Linked DNA regions of Triticum aestivum: region 1 is linked to region 2. The links are chromatin contacts, called in public Hi-C maps. All regions are on one chromosome and are shown on one strand. The core of a region is the stretch at or near the end of the contact, and the rest is flanking DNA. Distances in the headings are between cores, read along the strand shown. Region 1 has its middle 14 kb from the start of LOC123099980. Region 2 holds the start of LOC123099979 (senescence associated gene 20).

Region 1 (5,714 bases), core at 2,822-5,321, 350 kb after region 2:
CGGTTGACCCGTCCCATATTATTTTGCTAGTCAATCCCCTTGTCTCTGATGATATGAATGATGAGCTTTGCAAATCGTTTACGGAACAAGAGATTAGTGATGCACTTTTTCAAATGGGACCATTAAAAGCTCCGGGACCGGATGGTTTTCCTGCAAGGTTTTTCCAACGGAATTGGGGTTTGATCAAAGAGGATATTGTTAAGGTTGTCCAACAGTTTTTTCATTCTGGAATTATGCCAGAGGGGATTAATAACACAACTATTGTTCTCATCCCGAAAGTTAAGAACGCTCAGTCTGTTAAAGATTTCAGGTCGATCAGTTTGTGCAATGTTATCTACAAGATTATTTCCAAGTGTCTTGTCAACAGACTATGACCGCTCCTTGATGGTATGATTTCCCCTACTCAAAGTGTGTTTATTTCGGGAAGGTTAATTTCTGAGGATGCTCTCATAGCCTTTGAATGTATGCATTTGTTGAGTACGCTTAAAGATTTAAGAGGGGAATTTTGTGCGTACAAGTTGGACTTGGCGAAAGCCTACGACTACGTGGACTAGCATTTCTTGCAATGTATGATGGGGGCTTTGGGTTTTGCACAGACGTGGATACATTGAATTATGGCATGTGTTACATCGGTGAAATTTGCGGTGCGCTTTAGTGGTCAATTGTTGGAAACATTTTCACCTACTCGGGGGCTCAGGCAGGGAGATCCTTTATCCACGTATTTGTTCCCAATTGTAGTTGAGGCACTTTCTTTACTTCTTAACGATGCTTCTGCCAGGGGAGCTCTTTAGGAGCTTCGTTTGAATAGACAAGCTCCAGGTATTTCTCACTTGTTGTTTGCGGATGAAAGTATGTTATTTTTCAAAGGCTCCATTGATCAAGCAGTGGCCATTAAAAACATTCTGACGGGGTACGAGAAGGGGACTAGGCGGTTATTAAGTCTTGATAAGTGTTCGATGATGTTTGGAAAAAGTGCAGTTTGGAGAATCAAGTGGCTATAATGGTTATCTTAAAAATTACGATCCATGGGTTCGAAGATAAATATCTTGGACTATCGGTTCTCGAGAGAAGAATGAAAGCTGGTAAGTTTCAATCTACTAAATAAAAGGTTTTGAAAAGACTCTCTGACTGGATCTAGAAATACGCTTTGTGTGGGTGAAGGAAGACTTAATAAAATTAGTTATTCAGGCTCTTCCTGTATTCTATGGGTATCTTTAAGTTTACAGCTTCCCTTTGTGAGGAGTTATCCCAGATTATCAAGAATTTTTGGTGGGGAGATGAGGAAGACAGAAGGAAAACAAATTGGTTAGCGTGGGACAAATTAACAAGGTCTAAAGGTAAGGGAGGTATGGGATTTTGGGATCTCAAATTATTTAACCAAGCCCTCTTAGCCAAACAAGCGTGGTGGTTATTGGTTTATTCGTATTCGTTGTGTGCTAAGTTGATGAAGGCAAAGTATTATCCTCAGGGACATATTCTTGACATGGTGTTTCCACAGTCTGCATCAGTGACTTGGCAAGGTATTATGCATGGTCTGGAATTGCTTAAGAAGGGTGTCATTTGGAGGGTGGGTGATGCATCTAGCATTAATATTCGGAGGGATAATTGGTTACCCAGGAGCTCTGGCCTTAAGATTTCAGCTAAAAGGCATAATAATATATTGAAGTGGGTCTCCGATTTGTTCTTGAGCGGGAGAAAGGTATGGGATGAAATTTTGATTAAATATCTTTTCTATCCCCATGATGCAGAGGAGATTCTTAAGATTCGGGTGAGGATTTTATTGTGTGGCACTATGAGAAGAATGGTATATTTGTCGTTAAAAGTGCATATAATTTAGCGCTTAAGTTGAAGGATAGTCAAGATAAATTGGGTCAATACCATACGGAGAAAGAAGGCTTTGGAGTCTAGTTTGGAAGGCTAATATCCCTCAGAAGATAAGGATTTTTGCATGGCGTGCCGCATCCGATAGCTTGGCAGTCCAGACTAATAGAGTTAAACACCATCATATTACTTCAGGTATGTGCTCTATTTGCGGAGTAGAAGATGAAAGCACTTTTCATTATCTTGTTACTGGTTCTAAGGCTCGGGCTATGCGATTGGCTTTGAGAGCATCATGGAATATTCCTAGAGTGGTTCAAATTCTCGGGACTAGATTGGCTTTTGATTTTGTTGGGTCATTTGAACTTGCAACAGGGTGAGCAAATTTTGTTTCTTTTCTGGCGAGCCTGGCACCTGAGAAATGATTTAATTTTTGGAAAGGGGAAGGAATCCATTGTTGCTTCTGCAATTTTCGTGGACAATTATTGGTCTTCTTAACACTATTGAGGTTCTTCCTAGTAACAGAGGTAAAGAAAAAATGGGAGGTGTTATACCAGTTTTCGCACCATTACAAGATCATGTGCGGTGGAAGCCTCCACCATATGATTATATCAAGATCAATGCTGATGCCAGCTATGTGGAGAGTATTAGTGCAGCCAGTATGGGGGTGGTTGCTAGGAATTCATCTGGTGAAGTTATTACTTCTTTGTGGGACTTTCTGGGTCAGTGTTCCAGTGTGAATGAAGCGGAGCTGCGTGCATGCCTGGCAGGCCCATCGGTATTACTCTTCACCAGTCCATTATTTTGGAGACTGATTGTGCTTTTGTTCGTTCTTTCCTTGCAAATGATAATCTTGACATGTCTCCGCTTGTTGATATGAAGAAAGAAGCCTTGAATATATCGAGGATGTTTAAGAATTTTTAAATTGCAAAAATTAATCAGCTAGCCAATGGGGTGCTCACGAAATTGCGAAGTTTAGTTTTATTAGTAAATCTGATGGGATTCTTCTTAATAGTGTTCCGTCCTGGGGTCCTTTTTAATGTTTTGTAATGAACTATTGTAATAACCTTATTAATTAATTAATATATGGGGTCCTTTTAAAAACACTGCGCAGACCGATCCGTTTGGGAAAGGTGGCCCATCTAAGGTAGGTGCCTCACGGTGGCAAATTTGACAAATTTGACCTGTGGACGAAATCAAATCACAGAATGAATTGTCCGTGAAACTATTTCACACGGCTGACCTTTTTATGTGACGCCCGACACAAAGGCACCACACTACATTGTGCAACGCCTCACAGATAGGCGCTACACGCCTGGCCAGCGTTGCACCCCAGACTGCCTAAAAATTGCTAAGTCATTGTGCAGAGCCTAAGAGCTAGGCGCTGCACTGTATAGTGTGGCGCCTAGCTCTCAGGCACTGCACTAGTGGTTGCACTATAAAATGAAGCAACCACTAGTGGTTGCACTATAAAATGAAGCAACCACTAGTGCAACGCCTAGAAGCTAGGCACTACACTGTATAGTGTGGCGCCTAGCTCTCAGGCGCTGCACACTGACTTAGTAATTTTCGGATCACACGGGTGTGACGCTGGCCAGGCATGTAGCGCCTATCTGTGAGGCGTTGCACAGTGTAGTGTGGCGCCTTCATGTCGGGCGTCACACAAAAAGGTCAACCGCGTGAAATAGTTTCACGGACAGTTCATTCTGTGATTTGATTTGGTCCATAGGTCAAATTTATCAATTTTGCCCCTCACGGTGTCCCAACGTTGCCTGCCTGCCTGCCAGTATCCCCTTCCTCCACGATCTATATGGAAAAGCTTAGCTTCATTTTAACATATAATGAGGCTAGCCAACTCGTCTCCTCGGTTGTCCCTCGTTTTGGTTCGATTTGGGCCGTTGGATGGTGGTCAAATAGTAGATTTATTCCTTGGTTGACGTTGGATCTTCGGTCATTTTCGTTTTGACCGCGGGGTGAGTTCATGCAGGCCATGACCTGTGGGCTCGGCCTCTCAACCGATTGGCTGGGTGAGCCTTTTTTGGTGCTTGGGCGGCCGATCCTGCCGCGCCACGTGCGCGAGCGTCACAGGCGAGGATTTCCATTGGGTTAGAGTTACTCGGGTCACCCAGACATGCAGCGTCACGTGTCCCATCACGCGGAGTCGGCGTCGTGCGGCGTGGGCCAGCGCTTATGCACCCGGTATCTCCGTCCGCGGCAGCTGACTGGTGGGCCGGTGCTGCCTTGGTCCCATTCATCGGTTGCACGGGGTGCATGTCCCGCGGTGTACGTGTAGGCTAGAGTTTTTTGGGGTCAACCGCTCTGGGACGCTCCTGGCGCACTGCCCGCGTCGTGCGTTGTGGGCAGCAACTGTGGAGGGGCCGGCCGGTGCGTGTGCACTCGGTTTCTGCACTCACCTTTGGCCTTCCGCGATGACGGGTGGCCCGGCGCTGCTCCTGGTCCCGCTCCGTCGGCTGTCCTGGATGCCGTTTCGTCGGGGTCGTGGTGCGAGCGAACCTGTCCTCGCACGCCGCGCATCGTGCGGCCCGTCATGGGCAGCCTCAAATCACAACAACCACGTCCCTCCCTGCTCCCTCCCTTGTCCGTCGCCGCACCCGTTCTTCTCCTGCTCTCTCTCTCTCTCTTCTGCGATGTTCCTCCTTCCTATTGGCGCGCCTCGCCCCGTCTTCCACCTTCACGTTCATCTTCAACACCCCCTCCTCGGCTAGATGGCACCTCTGGGGGTGAAGGAGCAGGGGAGGGCCAAGAGGCCAGCGGTGTGGGGTGGAGCAGCGAGGCCGGCAGCCCAGACGGCGGACGCCTCATGGGATGGAGGAGAGGCCAGCGATAGGGAAGGATCAGAATCCTCATGGAGCGCAGGGAAGGTGAAGTCCCGACGGCTGAAGATGGTGCGCACGGGAGGAGCTCAGGTGATGTCAAGGTGAGCTTCTCCCAATCCTTCATCCCCTTCACGCCTCTTGCAAATTTTTCTTGTTTCAGATCATATGAAGGTGAGTGTAGTCTTGTGAGCAATTGCCTGTGCTATTTTCTTGTTTCTTTACTCTCCCTTTCCTACAAGAAGATGCCGACTTGCCGAGTCATGTAATATCTTCAAGGAAGAGAAAAACTGCATTTTGTTCATGTGAAAAGTTAGGGTGGGTTTGTGTTTTCAGAAATGAGGCGACCTTTCATGTACACATATCAAAGATTTTTCTCTGTAAACGTATATTGGACCTGTGTGATTTGCATGACATAACTTAAATAAATCTGGTCCACTTATATTAAACCTTGCATTATGCAGTAGTAGAACTACTGCTCGATTTGGCGTGTGCCATTTTTGGTGCGTCAATTTCAGCTAGACTAAATCAACCATGCCGTCCTTCTTGGCTTGATTTTTCCTGTGTGTGTGTGTGTGTGTGTGTGCAAGATGTTTAGCAGGCCTGACTTAAGATCTAACCCCTGACGGAGTTTAAGCATGGTCCAGTATGCACTTCTTGACTTCTCTTGATTTCTGTTTTTGTTTAAATTCATATCAAATCAATATTGTTTGCAATTTTGCATACAGGTTGGAGAGGTTATTTTTGGCGTGGAGGTCTTTTCAGTTTTTCTAAAGTTACACTTTTTTCCAGTTCCCCAAGCACGTTCGTCATGTTAACTAAAGTGTTACCTACCAAAACTGTATCATTGATCCCACACAATGGTTAGAATCCCAGTCGTTCAATTACTGTAGACCAGACCATGTTTCACGTTTTGTATAGTCCAACCAATAATACAGATTGAGCCTGGTGATGATTTTCAATATATTGTGATAGTAGTTTGCTGCGTTGATTAGTTAATGAGCCATCCTTCCGTTTTACTCGAAATGGTGTAATAGTTAAATAGATGTATTTGTGCCATTT
Region 2 (4,709 bases), core at 1,585-4,084:
ACGGCTCCATTGGCAAGGCACGGCCGGCTAGCAGCCATGCGGGCGGTGGATCTGGTGTCCCGGCCGCGCGGGCGGCGGGATCCGGTGGTCGTTGGCGGCCGGCGACGACTTCTGCGGTGGTCGGTGCCCGCGATCTGGCGCCTCCCCTCCTCCCCTGTTCGGCGTGCGGGCCAGCCTGGTCGGGCCGCGCTTCCTCTTGGTCGCCGGTTCTGTACAGTAGGCGCTGGTGGTGCCGGGGATCTAGTTCGGGCGAAACCCCTGGCTGGCCATGACCGGCCGCGCCGACGGCGACGCCTGAGGGCGCCGCCCCCCTCCTTGGAGGCGTCGGTATGGACTGATCTCCTCACTTCACCTTTCCCTCGGTCTCCCGGGCGAAAGCCCTAACTTTGTTGAGCGGCGGCGGCGCTCACGGCGCCGTTCCCTTCTTGAAGGCGCCGCTTTGGGAACCTTGGAGTTGAGTGGCGCTTGTGGGTGATGGGCGACGGCGGTGGTGCGGCCCTATCCTAGCATGGATTTACGTCCGTTGCTTGGAGATGGACTCGCGTAGGTGGAGGTCGTAGGCTGGCGTCGTGGTGGCGTCAATGACGGAGGACTTGCCATGGCTCGCGTAGGTGGAGGTCGTCGTTTGTCGTCGTGATGGCGTCGATGGCGGAGGACCTGCCAAGGTTGTCACCTCAATCTGCTCTGAAGATGGACCAATGGAAGATGGCGGCGACGACACATGTGAGTGCGTCGGACCGGTTTGAGCCCCGGACCCGGCACATGGCTTGGTCGGGGCCTCCGGCTTTAGATGTTAGGCTCAGGTGAGAGGTCTGGGTACGTGGCCTAGCTTGCACTCCTTCGTCATTTGATAGGAGTAGCGGTAGATGTTGCCAAGATGCGGATTCAGACATATTGTTGTTCTACTTTATAAGGTCCTCGAGAATGATCAATAAAATGGCCGCATGCATCTCCCAGATGTAGAGGCGGGGTCATCCTCTTTTTCAAAAAATAAACCAAGCCTTCGTGTCTCTAGGAGTTTTTGACCTTGGCTAACAGAGGAGCTAATGGGCGGCTCGATCATCCCCCAGCTTTTCACCGAACCACCGAAAGCAATGCTTTACATGGGTGGGATGGGTGCATATACATGCGTCTGCAGGATCGACTCTTATTACAATCCCTTTGTTGGACCTAATTACTTTCATTAATTGCAGCAGCAGTAGTATTTATTATCTTTCTTGTGACTGCAGGCAATGAGGCGAATGAGCAGGCCAGCTTTTGACGAGGGAAGATGAGGATGAGGCGCCCCGCGCCGGCCTGATTCCAGCAAGTGGAAATGAATAGAGACGCACTAACTCTACTTAACTAGTAATTACTCAAGCCTGAGAGCAAGCAAGTGTCAACGTGTAATGTCATAGATTATTCTCTTGTGTTGCGTCCATTTGTCGCCGATCATCGTCTTCTTATACAAGTAACGGTAACAAGAGACTTTGTAAAATGATATTGTCTTGTCTGCGCAACGGACGGGGTAAAAGGCCAAAAGCAAGTAAAGGACGAAAGCGGGCTAGTGGGTGATTTGATTTGCTGCTGCAGTGGCTACTGGTGCACTGAGATGGACGGTGAACCGGACCATGTGTAGCAACTTGTTGTTTTATCTATGGTTGGATGTGTACTTGGCTACTTGCCTGGTTAGAAGACGAAGAAGAGTCAAAGAACTAGTTTGACTGTTTGTATTTGAGTTCATTCAGTTAAGCCGGTGTTTGGCTGTAAGCAGATGCTCCGTCGATGCATGCACATACGTGGGGCGTGAGACAGCAGCTCGTCTCAGCGATACTACACTCATTTTTCTGGCTGAAGATTTTGCTGCTGCATCACGAGTGCGCACCAACCAACCAATGCATCGAACTGGGTGTTTTTAACACCATTTTTGCTCCTCCTCCTCCTTTCCCCCAACGGAATTCATTATTCCGTGGTGCGGCGATACTGCCGGATGCGCTGCTAGTACGTACGTGCTCTCGGCCGGTTCGGTGACGATGACGACTCTGCCTCTGCCTGGCTAGGCCTCCCCCGATTGCCACGCCCCCGGCAGACGACAAACCATGCTGCCTAAAAGGCGCCGCATTATTGCGAGTATTGTACTGCTCCTACTGTGCCATGCCCTAGTGTCATGCATGCATGCCACAGCGTACGTGCGTGCGTACGCTCCTACCCCTCAAGATGCAGGCGCAGGGAAGGGAGCACTGGATTGGATCGGATCGGTAGGCTAGAGCTAGACACACGACATGGCGGGCGATCATCCTTTGAGAAGGAACCACTTTCGTCGGTCCTTCGCGGAGACACTGACGCGATTATCGCCGCCTCCGCTCGTGGCTACGGACCGAGCGAGCGACACCTACCCCGAAGCTCACCGCCCCAAGATGTGGCTGGGGCCGCCTCTTCCTTCTGACAAGTGACGGCTCACGAGTCCGTCTCCTTTCAATATCGTTTGCGTTGTACTAATCAGCCCTTTGGCATCACATGTCTCTCCAACGGCGCAAGCTTGTGCCCGCAGATTGTTACGCAACACTGGTTGTTGTACATAAAATGGATAATGGACTACTGCAGCTGCAGAGGTCTCATCCAATGGCCCAGACAGACTTGACGCAGCTAGCGTTGCACCGTATCCTGCACTAAGCTGAAAAGAAAACACGCATGTTTGCTACCGTTCCTAGTCCTAAACTTGGTCCCGACGACAGAAATGAAAATGACAGATAAAGACTCGCTAATGGTAACGCTTCAAAAACGCGCCCCCGCCAGGGATAAGCACGCACAGTAGAAAATGGGCATTCCTACGGCCTATATAAGCTGCTCCGCGCCCGCTAAACCCTCCACCCCTCTCGCCAGTCTCCAGCAGCTCCAAGCTCAATCCATCGCCTCCACCAGGCTCCAGTACCGCGCCCGCCTCGCCTCGCAAGAGGCTTCCTCGACCTCTCCTTCAAGCAGCGGAGACCGGAGCCTACGCGGGGCTTCGCGCCAGGAGCTGGCTAACCATCAGCAGACCCTCGCGGCGGCGCCGGCGCCGGACGCGGAGCTGGCCGGGGAGACGGAGGAGCAGCGCGGCAAGTTCCTCGTGCTGCGCCTCTACGAGGCGCTCAACGCCCGCGACGCGCGCCGGGCGCAGGAGCTGCTCGCCCCGGACCTCGAGTGGTGGTTCCATGGCCCGCCGGCGCACCAGCACATGATGCGCCTCCTCACCGGCGCAGGCACCAACGCCGAGTTCAGGTTCTCCCCCCGCTCCGTCGACGCCTTCGGCTCCACCGTCATCGCCGAGGGGAGCGCGGACGGCGCCGGCCAGCTCCTCTACTGGGTGCACGCCTGGACCGTCGGGCCCGATGGGGTGATCACTCAGCTCAGGGAGTACTTCAACACCGACCTCACCGTCACCCGCCTCTCCGCCGCGGCGGCCACCAACAACGCCAGCGCGGGCTCCCCTAGCCACTCCTCCTCTTCTTCTGCCTCTTCCTCCCCCTCCTCGTCTACGTCCTCGGGCCTCTCCTCGCCGGCGCACACGCCCAAGTGGCCCAAGTGCCTGTGGCAGAGCCGCCGCAGCGACCGCGCGCGCAAGTCGCTGCCGGGCCTCGTCCTCGCCATCTAACAACATGAGAGCCTACGAATGAGTAACTAGAAGTCAAAGGAGTTGCTTTGCGTGCTTGAATTAGCAGTGTGATTTATTTGGTCTAGATCATGGATTATGGTGTGTACTACTGCTACTGCGGCAATGGCTTGCTGCTGCGGCTGAATAAAAGTATATCGTATTGGAGCCTTGGGCAATGTGCGATGATTCACCTTCATTTCATTTTCTTTCTTTCCTGTTTCCTTGGTGTCATGACCAGTGGCGGAGCTTGGGCCTAATCTTTGGAGGGGCAATGGGCTAAGGAGGGGCAAAACTACGAGGTTTAGCCTGTTTTTACTGAACATCCAGCACAAAAACTAACATGTATTATGTGAATTTTTCTTGGGCTGGGGGAGCCACCGCCCAGGTTGGGCCCATGAAGGTCCGCCACTGGTCATGACCGGTCTTCAGCTGAACCGAGCTACTCCCTCTTAATTTGATTTGATCACATATTGAAAACTTGTTGAGTCAGGAACTGAGAGCAACTCAAGGGGGGACTCGAACGGACAAGGATTTTGTTCGCTTTTTGTCTGTCTGGGTCGTCCGTCCGTGTGTGCGTGTCTTTTTTTGTTTGGGTAGGCCGGTTCGCCCAACGGGCGCAGGATGCATTTTAGACATGTCCGCGTCGTCATTTCGTCGAACACTTGGAGGGCGAGCTCCCGCGCCACCTCGCCCACCGCAGCTCGCCACGCCACCTCGCCGCTGTCGCCGCAGCTCACCCCGACCTTGCTGCTACCGCCCCGCAGCTCTCGCCCGGTGATCCAACGAGCTCCCGCCCCGCCCCGCAGCTTTTGCACGAAGTGCACCTGCCCCGCGTTGCGCACTCGTGCCCATCCCGTGCGATGGCCAGCTCCAGCGGCGGCATGTAGCTACCTAGCGCGCATGCACGCAAGGGTGCGACCATGCCGATGTGCTCGGACGCTGCAGGCACGGCAAGCGCCGCGACTCGAGGACGGGCACGGCCGGGCGACCGGGCGTGGCGAGTCGAGGACGGGTGAGGCGAGGCCGCGACGAGTCGAGGACGGGCGCGGCCGGGTGCAGCGAGGCAAGGCCGAGCGCAGTTGGGACGGCGAGACGA

Evidence for each region. A called contact is a pair of places that touch in the nucleus more often than the background predicts.
Region 1: a contact with region 2 is called in a Hi-C map of leaf, with 5 times the contacts expected there. The contact joins the enhancer-like site here to the promoter of LOC123099979 in region 2. A contact is called at or near these places in 5 of 5 Hi-C or Micro-C datasets (leaf, root and an unstated tissue) and 1 of 1 datasets of contacts at active chromatin or transcription factors (leaf).

What each region holds. Positions count from the first base shown.
Region 1 is chr4D:329,810,765-329,816,478 of IWGSC CS RefSeq v2.1, forward strand. No RefSeq gene overlaps it. Among protein-coding and RNA genes, the nearest start is that of LOC123099980, 14 kb to the right of the region's middle. Within about 2 kb of position 4,072, at least 8 of the 8 cell types and tissues checked have an H3K27ac peak or open chromatin away from gene starts, as enhancers often do. A contact at or near this core is called in leaf and root, where this site is marked.
Region 2 is chr4D:329,463,445-329,468,153 of IWGSC CS RefSeq v2.1, forward strand. LOC123099979 (senescence associated gene 20) reads left to right here and starts at 2,835. Exons shown (of 1, transcript XM_044521988.1): 1 at 2,835-3,781. The coding sequence starts at 3,197. The coding sequence ends at 3,613.